Linked DNA regions of Zea mays: region 1 is linked to region 2. Evidence: chromatin contacts called from public Hi-C data. All regions are on one chromosome and are shown on one strand. Each heading gives the region's core, a stretch centred on a gene start, on an enhancer-like site or on the middle of the called end of the contact. The rest is flanking DNA. Distances are from core to core; before and after follow the strand shown. Region 1 holds the start of LOC100191566 (Phospholipase A2-alpha). Region 2 holds the start of LOC100280893 (chemocyanin).

What was found. Hi-C and Micro-C count contacts between places; a contact is called where the count stands out from the background.
Region 1: a Hi-C map of tassel shows a contact between it and region 2, with 2.5 times the contacts expected there. The contact joins the promoter of LOC100191566 here to the promoter of LOC100280893 in region 2. A contact is called at or near these places in 3 of 25 Hi-C or Micro-C datasets (ear, endosperm and tassel).

The regions. Positions count from the first base shown.
Region 1 is chr5:12,274,852-12,280,035 of Zm-B73-REFERENCE-NAM-5.0, reverse strand. It overlaps LOC100191566 (Phospholipase A2-alpha), which reads left to right and starts at 2,845. Exons shown (of 4, transcript NM_001136996.1): 1 at 2,845-3,016; 2 at 3,185-3,233; 3 at 3,303-3,425; 4 at 3,585-4,092. The coding sequence starts at 2,897. The coding sequence ends at 3,757. It overlaps LOC109939630 (outer envelope protein 64, chloroplastic), which reads right to left and starts at 891. Exons shown (of 9, transcript XM_035958869.1): 1 at 798-891; 2 at 492-614. The coding sequence starts at 891. It also overlaps the pseudogene LOC103643009.
Region 2 is chr5:11,994,240-11,999,524 of Zm-B73-REFERENCE-NAM-5.0, reverse strand. It overlaps LOC100280893 (chemocyanin), which reads right to left and starts at 1,988. Exons shown (of 2, transcript NM_001153813.1): 1 at 1,747-1,988; 2 at 1,202-1,639. The coding sequence starts at 1,945. The coding sequence ends at 1,440. LOC100276543 reads left to right here. Exons shown (of 6, transcript NM_001150306.2): 6 at 1-225. The coding sequence ends at 42.

The DNA of each region.
Region 1 (5,184 bases), core at 1,596-4,095, 280 kb before region 2:
AGTCATGCATAAAGCTGTCTGATGCGAGGCAATTTACTCTAGCATATCCACATTTGCAAGGCAAAACAAGCTCTGTCATTCATACTCCTTTGTTGATCCTTTTTGGCTCAGGCAAGCCATGCACGAATTTGTCTAGTGTGAGGAAATTTACTGTCAATTGACAGAGCATATCCACTTTTACAACGTAGAGCAAGCTAAAGAAAACACAGAATCGTGTTATGATGCAATCGATAAGAGCAAAAGCATGCAAAACTTAGGCATGATGAGCATCAAATGCACCATGTCAAACGAATTTGTATCGCCCTAGCTCAGTGATACCAGCCAAAAATTCAACCACTCACAACATCATACGTGATATATATATAACACGCTAGCATTATCCAATCGATCGAATTACTAAGCATGACTCTAAAAGGCCTTCCACCGATCTAAATCCGAAGCTAAAGCATAGAATCAATCAAACACGAGTGTCGGGGGTCGCTAAAGCTTACGCGTCAGCGATGGCGAAGCAGAGTCCGGTGAGCGGGTGGGGCGCCTGCGGCGGCGGAGGCTGGGGCGGCGGGAGGAGCTCGAGGCGGGCGATGAAGGCGCCGTGGTCGGGGCGCGCAGGGCGCCTCAGTCGCCGCGCCGCCAGGAGGATGCCCGCGATGCCGAGGCCAAGCAGTACCCAGAGGTTAGCGGCGGACCCTGAGGACGCCATGGACGAGGAGAGCGGGCTGAGGCTCGGGCTCGTGTACTCCGCGCGGGCAAGGGTTTTAGCACGCCACCTGGGGTTTTGACTTTCGAGGCGGGCGTACGGGCGCAGAAGAGGACGACGATAGACGGCGAGAGCTGGAAGAGAAAGGCGAGGCGGCGTGAGAAGACGTCACGTGGCAGTTTGATGACGCACATTTAAAACTGTTTAAATTCTTATATCTTTAAATCAAAAAAGTTTATTTTAAATAACATTTGACATTGACTCGGTTTGTTAAGCTAGTTTCAAAAATGTGCCTCAAACAACGCATTAAACTATAGTACATGTGTGATGCGTATTGTGAGTGTAAAGCTTTATTCGCTATGATAGTGTGAAAAATACAAGAAGGCTAATGTGAGGGACATTCTTCCAGACGAGAAAGAAAAATAGTTCGCTCGTCCCATTATGGACCTCCTGCAGAGTTTACCTCTCAATCTCGCGTCGTTTGTAAGTGTTGCTTGAGTTGTAGCGACGAGGTAATACTGAAGTTATGTATTGTAGCAGTTGTTTTTAAGTTACGCTCCCGTAAGATTTGGCTACTAGGTGGTACTAAAATTGTGCTTCCATTTAGTAATAAGAACATGGATGTTCTCATGTTCATGACCTGAATATAATCCAAACAGCCCACAAGAGAAGCGGTTCTGTCTTTGATTTTTTTTTGACGAGCTTTTCTGAGAATTTGGTTATAAAAACAATATGATTATGGAGAGAATCTAAGTAGCCTGAGAATTACATGCGGAGAGAGTCGAATGACAAGATTTAAGGATTAGATCAGATTAGGACCAGACCTTATTATATTCATTCTTTAACTAAAACTTATTTAAGACCCTATATTTCTGAAAAGGTATTTGGATCGTGATACTTTACCACCCCTAAGTGGATAGAGTGTCGGCCTAAGAGCATGTTTGGTTCGTGGCTAACTGTGTCATAGTTTGCCTAAGGTTAGTCGTCCGAATCGAATAACTAACCTTAGGCATAAAAGTTAGGCAAAATGTGGAAAGTTAGGCAGGAAATTTGAGAGTTGAAAATCTTGGGATTTAACGATAACCGGTAATTTTTCTCATTCCCGATTCGATCCGGGACCAGTTTCCGTATGTGTTTTTTTATTTTCATTTAAAATTTTGAAATTTTGATAAAAAAAATAAAAAAAACAGGAAAATCATTGTAAACGACTAGATTTTAGTATTATTTTAGATTTCCCTTTTTAAAAAGTCAATCATTATTGTTTTTTTAACAACAAATTTGGTCAAAAAAGGCTTCTTAGCAATTTGTCGCTGGATTTTGTTTTTTTATTTAAAAACATGTGTACCGGGATTTGGTGAGAAACAACGAAAAGCTGTTCCTTTTCTATGGAAAACCGCTCGAGAAACATCAGAAACCATTTTTCAAAATTTAAAATCACGAGCCGTTCAGGTTAGCGGTTTTTGGACGTTTTTCGGACGGTTTCCCGTTCCCGATGACTAGCGGTTTTTAGCGGGAAAACGGTTTGATAAACCCTGATGTAATGTAAGTGTGGTATCACACAGGTATTATTGTGTTCTAGTTACAACATGCTCTAATAAAAGAAAAGAAAAATAACGTGGCAGTGGCACTCACACATGCCACGCGGCGTGACAGCAATGGCAGATCCAGAGAGCATGAACGCTGAGAAACCAAAACCCTAGAATAAACTCGGAGCCCGTTGAACGCAACAAAAGACAAAGAGGGCATCGGCGGCCCGGCCCATCCCGTCGCACTGGCTCAGTGCACGCTGCGCTGGCTCAGCTGTAAGCTGTTGGTGCATGCACAGCAACAGCAGGGGGGCGCGGTGTCTCTTGTGTGCTGGCAACTGGCAGTCTGGCACGCCCGTGAGCTGCACAGCCAACAAGGCCCCGTCCGCTCACGGGATGAATACGACCAAACGCGCGCCCGCCCTGCCCCATCTTCACTCACCTCCCGCATTTCTGTCCACCTCCTGGCCTGGCCAGCCACTGCCGCAAGCCCGCACCGCAACTGCAGTTGAGTGAGACCAGTTCGCCGCCCCTAGATAATCTCGCCTCTCCAGGGACGGCAGGCCGTGCCGTGCCGTCACGACAGACCAGACCAGACCAGACCAGAGAGAGCTAGTGCGTGCCAGCGCGCGGTGGGAGAGAGAGACTTCGTTCTAGAGCTCCCGTGAGGACGATGGAGCGGGGCAGTTCCTGGCGGCTCACGGTGGTCGCCGGCACCCTTGTCTGCGCGTCCCTCTTCTCGCCGCCCGCCGCCGCGCTCAATGTCGGCGTCCAGTCCGCCGGCGACGACGCGGTACGTACGTACGCAGACTAAATTATGGTTGGAATAGCTTTCAGCCTTTCACCACGCTCATCCACACGCACACACACACACATATGCATATGCAGCACGTCGTTGCCCACTAATCTAGCTCCACTCCACTCCCCTGTACGCTAATTGCGCTCTTTGGTTCGCGCGCAGAGCAAGCAGCAGGCGTGCAGCCGCACGTGCGAGTCGGACCACTGCACGAGTACGTACAGTTAACCCGCCTCTTCCATGATCTTCTGCCGCTCTCACCGGCGTTAATTCTTTGCGACAGCGCCGCCGTTCCTGCGGTACGGCAAGTACTGCGGCATCATGTACAGCGGCTGCCCCGGCGAGCCGCCGTGCGACGCGCTGGACGCCTGCTGCATGCACCACGACAACTGCGTCCAGGCAAAGAGTACGTCTGCGTTGCTCCAGTCGTCGTCTTCAGTTCCTATAGCTCCAGTAGTGAATCTTCAGTTCCTATAGCTCCAGTAGTGAATCTTCAGTTCGACAGCACGCACGGACGTGGGCTGACGACGGCTGCTGCGCGCGTGTTGTGTACTACCATGTGCAGTGGACTACCTGAGCACGGCCTGCAACGAGGCGCTGCTGGACTGCCTGGCCAAGCTGCGGGAGGGCACGTCCACGTTCGAGGGGAACAGGTGCATGATCGACCAGGTCATCGACGTGATCTCGCTCGTCATAGAGGCCGCCGTCGTCGCCGGCAGGGTGCTGCACAAGCCCTAGCCGCACGCGCCGGGGCGCCGGGCGTGGTGGGCGCGCAGGGACATGTGTAGCACAGCAGCCTGCGCCCTGCGGTTGGTGGGTGGCACACATCTTTTTCGTGCTTGGGCAGGGTGGCGGCGTCCTGGACGGGGGCCCGGGCGGCGTCGGCTCACATGGCAGCTCGTGTCGTTGTGTGCCTACTAGCTGGCTAGCTCCCAGTCCCTCAGCCCGGCGGCCTAAACCGACGACAAGATATATGGAGATCACTCCTTAAAGAAAGCTTCTTTGGTTTTAAGCAACTCGTGTCCCTATCACACTGTATTACCGTACAAGTATAAAGAAAGTTTCCTCTTGCTGGTTTTGGTTTCTTGGAGAATCCGTATTCGACACACTACAGTCCACACAACTGTAGCTTACGCTGTTGCAAATGATGAATAATACAGAGCGTGTACTTCGATTAAGGATCTTGTACTTGTCTGTTTCTGGGACTGAGAGGGCAGCCGCGGCGCACCCACTGAAACGTTTGGCCTCGACACTCATTGCTGCCAAGTACGTCCTTCGGATGCTTCATGCATACAAATATTGAACTAGTAGCTCGTTGTGTCCGTCATACCCTCATAAGCTCAGCAGACAGCAGTCAGGAATGACCAAAACTGCAAAAGGTGAACGCCTAAGAACAGAACAGAGCAGCTGCACGCCTGCGCCGAAGAGCAGGGCAGCATTCCCTGATCAAATGGGGAGGAGTGAGCTTGTGTTGCTCCCTTCATTTAGCACCAACAAATGCGGCACAATAGTAATAACTGGAGATTTATTGGATGCGAAGAAAAAACATAAAATGCAAATGAGGGCACTACAGTGGCAAGAGTATCTACGGTGCCGTTTGGTTCACAGAATACAACGTAAATGGTAATGATTGACACTCAAGTGACATCGGCAATAAGTTTGAATATGTTGGTATCAGTTTTTAGTGTGGGATCTGATTATGGTTGGACCTAAACAAACATGATTTAACGTTATCAATTACCCATCACGTTACAATGTGAACCAAATAGCACCTACAACTTACGTGTTTACGGGCGAAACAGAAACAGCATGGCTCAGCTTGACTCCCCATTTTATTGTGTAAGGAAGCGATCCACAAATCACTTGCTGGGAATCTCTGTTGTTTTACTGCACTACTGATTATCTGGTTTTGCTAAGACACATACAGCGGTTCAGGGGCCGTTTTCCTCTGTATCCTGATAAAACAAAAGAAATTGTCAGAAAAACGAAGGGAATATAAAAACTAATGTCAACACTAAATGTGCATCAGTGGTGAAGCTCAAGCAGACTGGACGTAGGTGCAATTGCCTCGTGGGTGCATAAACTTATGCTATAAGGGGTGCATATATAGTAGAATTTTTAGTCATAACACTATTTTTTGTAATTTTTAGCCCCCTTATGTGCAT
Region 2 (5,285 bases), core at 739-3,238:
ACGCCTTCCCAGAGGAGGTTCACGGCTGCCCGTAACCAGTAATAATACCCGAGCTTGGAGCTTTGATGACTCCGTTCTGTGAACAAATTTCACAGCGTCGCTCGCTCTGCTGCTGTGATGCAGACGAATAGATGATGGACATAACACATAAGCGTGTTCGATCTGTAGTGTTATTATACAAATTATTAGGGAACACACATTGATAAAGCTGGTCCTTTACGATGATTTTTTTGTTGTCACTTATGTAATGACGAGTTATGGCGCTTGCCCTTTGGCCAGTTGGCGGAGCTGAAGTTCCACCGACCGTGTACACCGTCGACCCGGCGAGCTCGCCGTGGAGGAGCATGCTGATAGGCACAAGGACGAACCGAAACGGATGGGAAAATCCCTTTCCGTTTTCGCATTTTTTTTCACTGGTAACGGATTTGAAATAGTCGGGAATGAAGTAGGATAAACAGGTGTATGAAAAACGAACGAGAACGAAAATATTAAGTTTAATATTAATAGATAACTAGTACGTGATTGACTGGGAGGATAACACTACGAAACAATTAAGTATAAAAGAGCAATGTTTTATTGTTGTTAGTTTGCTAGTGGCGTGTATAAAGCTATGGTCAATGTTATTTGAGCCTTTTGGCTACTTTTCATTGAAGACGTCCAATGGCTAGAATGATTTCTTGTGCTATAATTTATCACATAAGGATATACGGCTTTAGCTAATACACTAATATATATTGGGTCCATCCCGCATTTTTTTTAAATGTGGAATAAATAGGGTTTTTTAAATGTGGAATAAATAGGGTTCAACTCGGATAAAACAGGATCCCACAAGAAACATGATTCAGGGGATGGAATCTTTAGAGGATAGAGAAAAAATTAGGTATATAGGGATGACGTAGAGGGAACCGTTATGGATAGTCTGAGGTTGTGTTTACAATTCAACGTCATCCTCGCACCCAACATTGGAATCGTAATTTTTTATTTTTGTTTTGTAGAGCTTAAACAAGCACCACTTAGATCTTGTTCTAAACCTCTAAATTTAATAGTTAGACACTAAATTTAGCTGAGAATTTTAGAATGACTGAATGGGTCAGTCGTTGGACTAGCTAATTATTAATTATACTTCTCAACCTAACTTACAACTTATTAGCCATTAGCTCTCTATAGGTTTGGAATAGGGCGACGTATATATAACATCGAGTGAACACACAAACCGTATACCTTTATTGGTAGCAAGTACATCACTCGATCTGACCCTTCTTTATAGTGCCAGTCGCCAAACACCACCAAACAACTACTAACACGCCGCGCAGGTTATGAAGTACGGGACGACAGACGATATTATTGAACAACAAGGGCAGCACCGTCTAATTAGCTACGTGCTTTACTACTCCGTGAGCGCGGCGCTCTCCGCCGGCTGATTGGCCGCCCTGCAGTGCCTAGGCGGCGGTGACGGCGACCTTCATGCCGGCCTGGCAGTGGCCTGGGAAGCTGCAGATGAAGTAGTTGGCGCCGCGCCTCAGCGTGACGCGGTCGTTCCCGGTGGCGAGCGCCCTGGCGCCCTCGGGCGCGCTGCACGAGCTGTACCCCGCCGCGCTCACGGGCACCACGTTGTGCGCCCTGGCGTCGTACCTGAACACTGCATGAAGCCATGAACGCGCGCGCGCGTGCACACCATCAGAGGGTCAGATTAAGCTGGGCTACGTACGCAGCCATCCATGGAAAATGGGATGCATCACTGGTCACCGAGGACGTCGCCGGCGCGGAAACGCTTGCCGTTGGGCCAGCTGGCGGTGTTGAAGCTCCACCCGCCGCGGTCGCCGACCGTGTACACCGCCGACTCGGCGAACTCGCCGCGGAGGAGCGCGCACAGGAGGACCAGCGCCAGCGCGGCGGCGCTGCTGCCACTGCCAGTGCCACGAGCACTGCCCCTTACCTGAGCCATGGCGGCGCTCTAGCAGTGAGGCTATAGCTAAACTCTAGAAGTGAGCTGTAGAGCGCACCAAGAACCGCTTTTTATAGGCGAACCCAAGTACCCCTGCACACGACGATAACCAAACTCTCGTTTCTAGCGTATATAGTGGCCATGGCACGGTCAAATGGCCCAGGGACAAGCAAGCGCTTACGCCGTGTGAACTAACGCTACTGAATAGGAGTACATAGTTAGTTAGCTAGCCCCACAGTGACACCGATCGAGCTGCGAGCGAGGAAGCAAGCCATAGCCACCCCCACCCACTGACCAACGAGGACGAGAGAGGACGGGGGTGGGGAGCCACAAGCCTTGGAAAAACTTTCTTGTTGCGTTTATTGCAGTCCGCGTTCTTCAGCAGTTCCCGTTGGTGGGTGACTGGTGAGCGCCCTGACCCTCGCCGCGGACGGGAGGATGGACTGGCCTGGCACAGGATTTAAGGATGTGTTTGGTTACAATGACGAGATAGAATGAGATAGAACGATCTCAAATAAGTTTATTTGATTTAGGTTCAAGAGTTGAGACAGTGTTTTTCTTAATTATCCTTCAAAATTGAAAGGACGAGAGAGAACGTCAGGAGATCGACGTCTGTTCTAGCTGTCCCGCCGCACCATAAAGCAAGCAAACGCAGGTGTGCGGGAGCTAGCTAGACCTAGACCCGTGCGGTGCAAGTGGAACAAACGAGTCTTCAATTCTTCATACAGTAGTGTACTACACCACACTAGCTTGCTTGATCCATGTGCACCTGACTCTGTCCATAACTCCAGATAGGCGGGCCACCTTGACGAGCAGCAAACCTACGCGCCCTCGTCAGTGGTGGCGGACAGGATCATCAATGAATCTGGTTCGGGAGAAAGGAGGCTGGGCAACCTGAAACTGAAATGGACGGAACGGACCAAAGCGCGACATTCTTCAGATTATGCGGCCGATGATGCACCCCCGTGGTGCCACACTAGACACTAGTGCAAGGACGCTGGAAGTAAATTTAGCGACTTGGGGGTATTTTAGCGGCATCCAGATAGCAACCCGAGCCAGGAGATGGTTTGTTTATTTTGTCCATATATTGGAAGTTTTTTTTTCACTGTATGCCTCTAGTTAGATCTTATGGTATATGCTCATATCATAGAGGAGTATGCAATTAATGATGGTAAAAAGAAAAAGAAAATATCGAGAAGAGATTTGATCTGTTGCCAATTGTTTGCGCAATAATGAAAATGAGTCTACTAATGTTATGTTGGTATGCAAGTTATTGCAGTAATTACACGTTTTTTTAGAGAGACGATACATGTTTTGGCAATTCAAATCAAACGATCTGTTTGGACGAGATGGGATTGTTTTATTATATAAGGAAGTAGCCATAATAAAGCAGAGGTATGTGGTTTTTACACAACGTAGAACACACACATGTGTATCCTTGCGCTCGGCCGTCCCTGTGCTAGGCGACCCGAGCGAACCCCAGCCGCCGCCTGAGCACCGGAAGCCCGTGCGGCCCACGATGACAGCAGCGGCGGCCCCTTTCCCTCCTTCCGGTGGATCTGGGCAGGCGCTGCCTCTCGGGAAGATCGTTGTCGTCCGGGGCGGCAAGGTCCAACGGTCGCGGGTCCGACACGCGCACCCTAGGGCTCTGTTCTCCTCGGTGGCTCTACGCATCTCACGGCGGCATCGTGGTGGTGCAGCCAAGAGAGGCCTTGGCAGGGCTTGCCTTCTTCGCCATGGTGGCACGGCGGTATGCTTCGCGTTGAAGCGTTCCGGCGACGTCGAGGTGGTGCTTCGACCCCCCCTATCTCGGTTGCTTAGTGGAGGCAGCGTCAATGAGGAAGGTGCTGGGCACGAGTGGAGACATGCGCCGCGGCGTGGACGTTGCACATTAGTGAGGGCTGCGCTCAGCAATGAGGAGCTCGGCTCGGCTCGCTGCGGCTCGGCTCGTCCATCTGGCGAGCTCGGAAAAGCGGCTCGGTTCGCTCCGCGGCTCGCCGAGCCAACGAGCCTAGTCATAAACGTAAATCTACTCTCTAAATTATAATATAAAATCTTAAAAATATTTAAATAACATATATATCACTAATATAATATAGAAAATAAATTTATTTTTGTATAGTAGTCTCAAATAACATAAATTATTGTCTACTTGATACTAATATTATAAGCTAATTATTATTTTATGTAATAAATTGTTGTTGGGTCAAGCCACGAGCCAGCTCGCGAGCTGCACCGAGCCGAGCCGAGCTGGCTCGCTGTTTTCATGAGCCACAAAAACAGACTCGACTCGGGCTCGTTATGAGCGTCGAGTCGGTCCGAGCCGAGCCGAGCTGCTGCGAACCTGAACCAGCTCGTCGAGCTCGAGCCTTTTCCAGTCCTATTTGTCGGGAAGAGGGCGGCGCGTGTTAGCGACGGTGTCAAGCGTGGGCAGAGTAGATTGCGCTTGGCAGTGGCTGCGCGCGTGCTGTCGATGCGGTGTTGGGCTGTCGATTATGGTTTGCGCGCATGGGAGGTGGCTCAGTGATGGTCCGGGCTAGCCCAGGGAGGTGGAGACGACGACAGAAGAGTGTCGGGCGACAGCTAGCTTCGGTGGCCGCGTGTGCCAGGACCGACGACGACAGCTGACATCGGCTCTTACGAGCGACAATGTGACGAAGTGTGCAATGAAGTGTGTTTTAATGAATATATGAGTCTTTTTTGACTCTATATGGGTTATTTCGTGCATGTCTTAAACGGGTCGTGCTTGAGTCCATCCATGGGCCACGACTTTAACCCGACCCAAATGTACACCTATACTCGTTGGTGAAGAATCAAAGCAGCTTCGTGTGGGATGTGACTATGTGAGGCTTGGTAACGACAGCGCACCGAGGGCTTCCTCTTCCTGTGCCGTGTGCGGTCCGTTTATGAGAGTCGGGGTTGCTCGTCACTTGTATTGAGCTCGACAAGTATAACTCTAGATAGGCTTTATGTATGGTGTGTCCGTTGTTTGGGTTTTTTGTGTACTATGTGTAGGCTTTTGAGCTCGATTTTCCTTAAAACTAGATCAATTCTAATTTTCTTAATTGAAAGAAAGAGCTCATATCATTACGTTAAAAAAAGATATATAAAACTTCAAGGGATAACAATACTTAAATACAAAGGACAAAATTATCAAAACAAGAAGTTTGAGGAAAATATATAGTAATAATGCTAGCATGTTACTCAACAGTTACAAAGCTTGTATTTGACTTAGGGCTTGTTTGTTTTGATTTTTTTTAGACCAGCTTTTCTTAGAATCTAGCTGTGTAGAGAACCTAAATATCTTGGAAATTATATGAAGAGGAAGATAAAAGGGTTT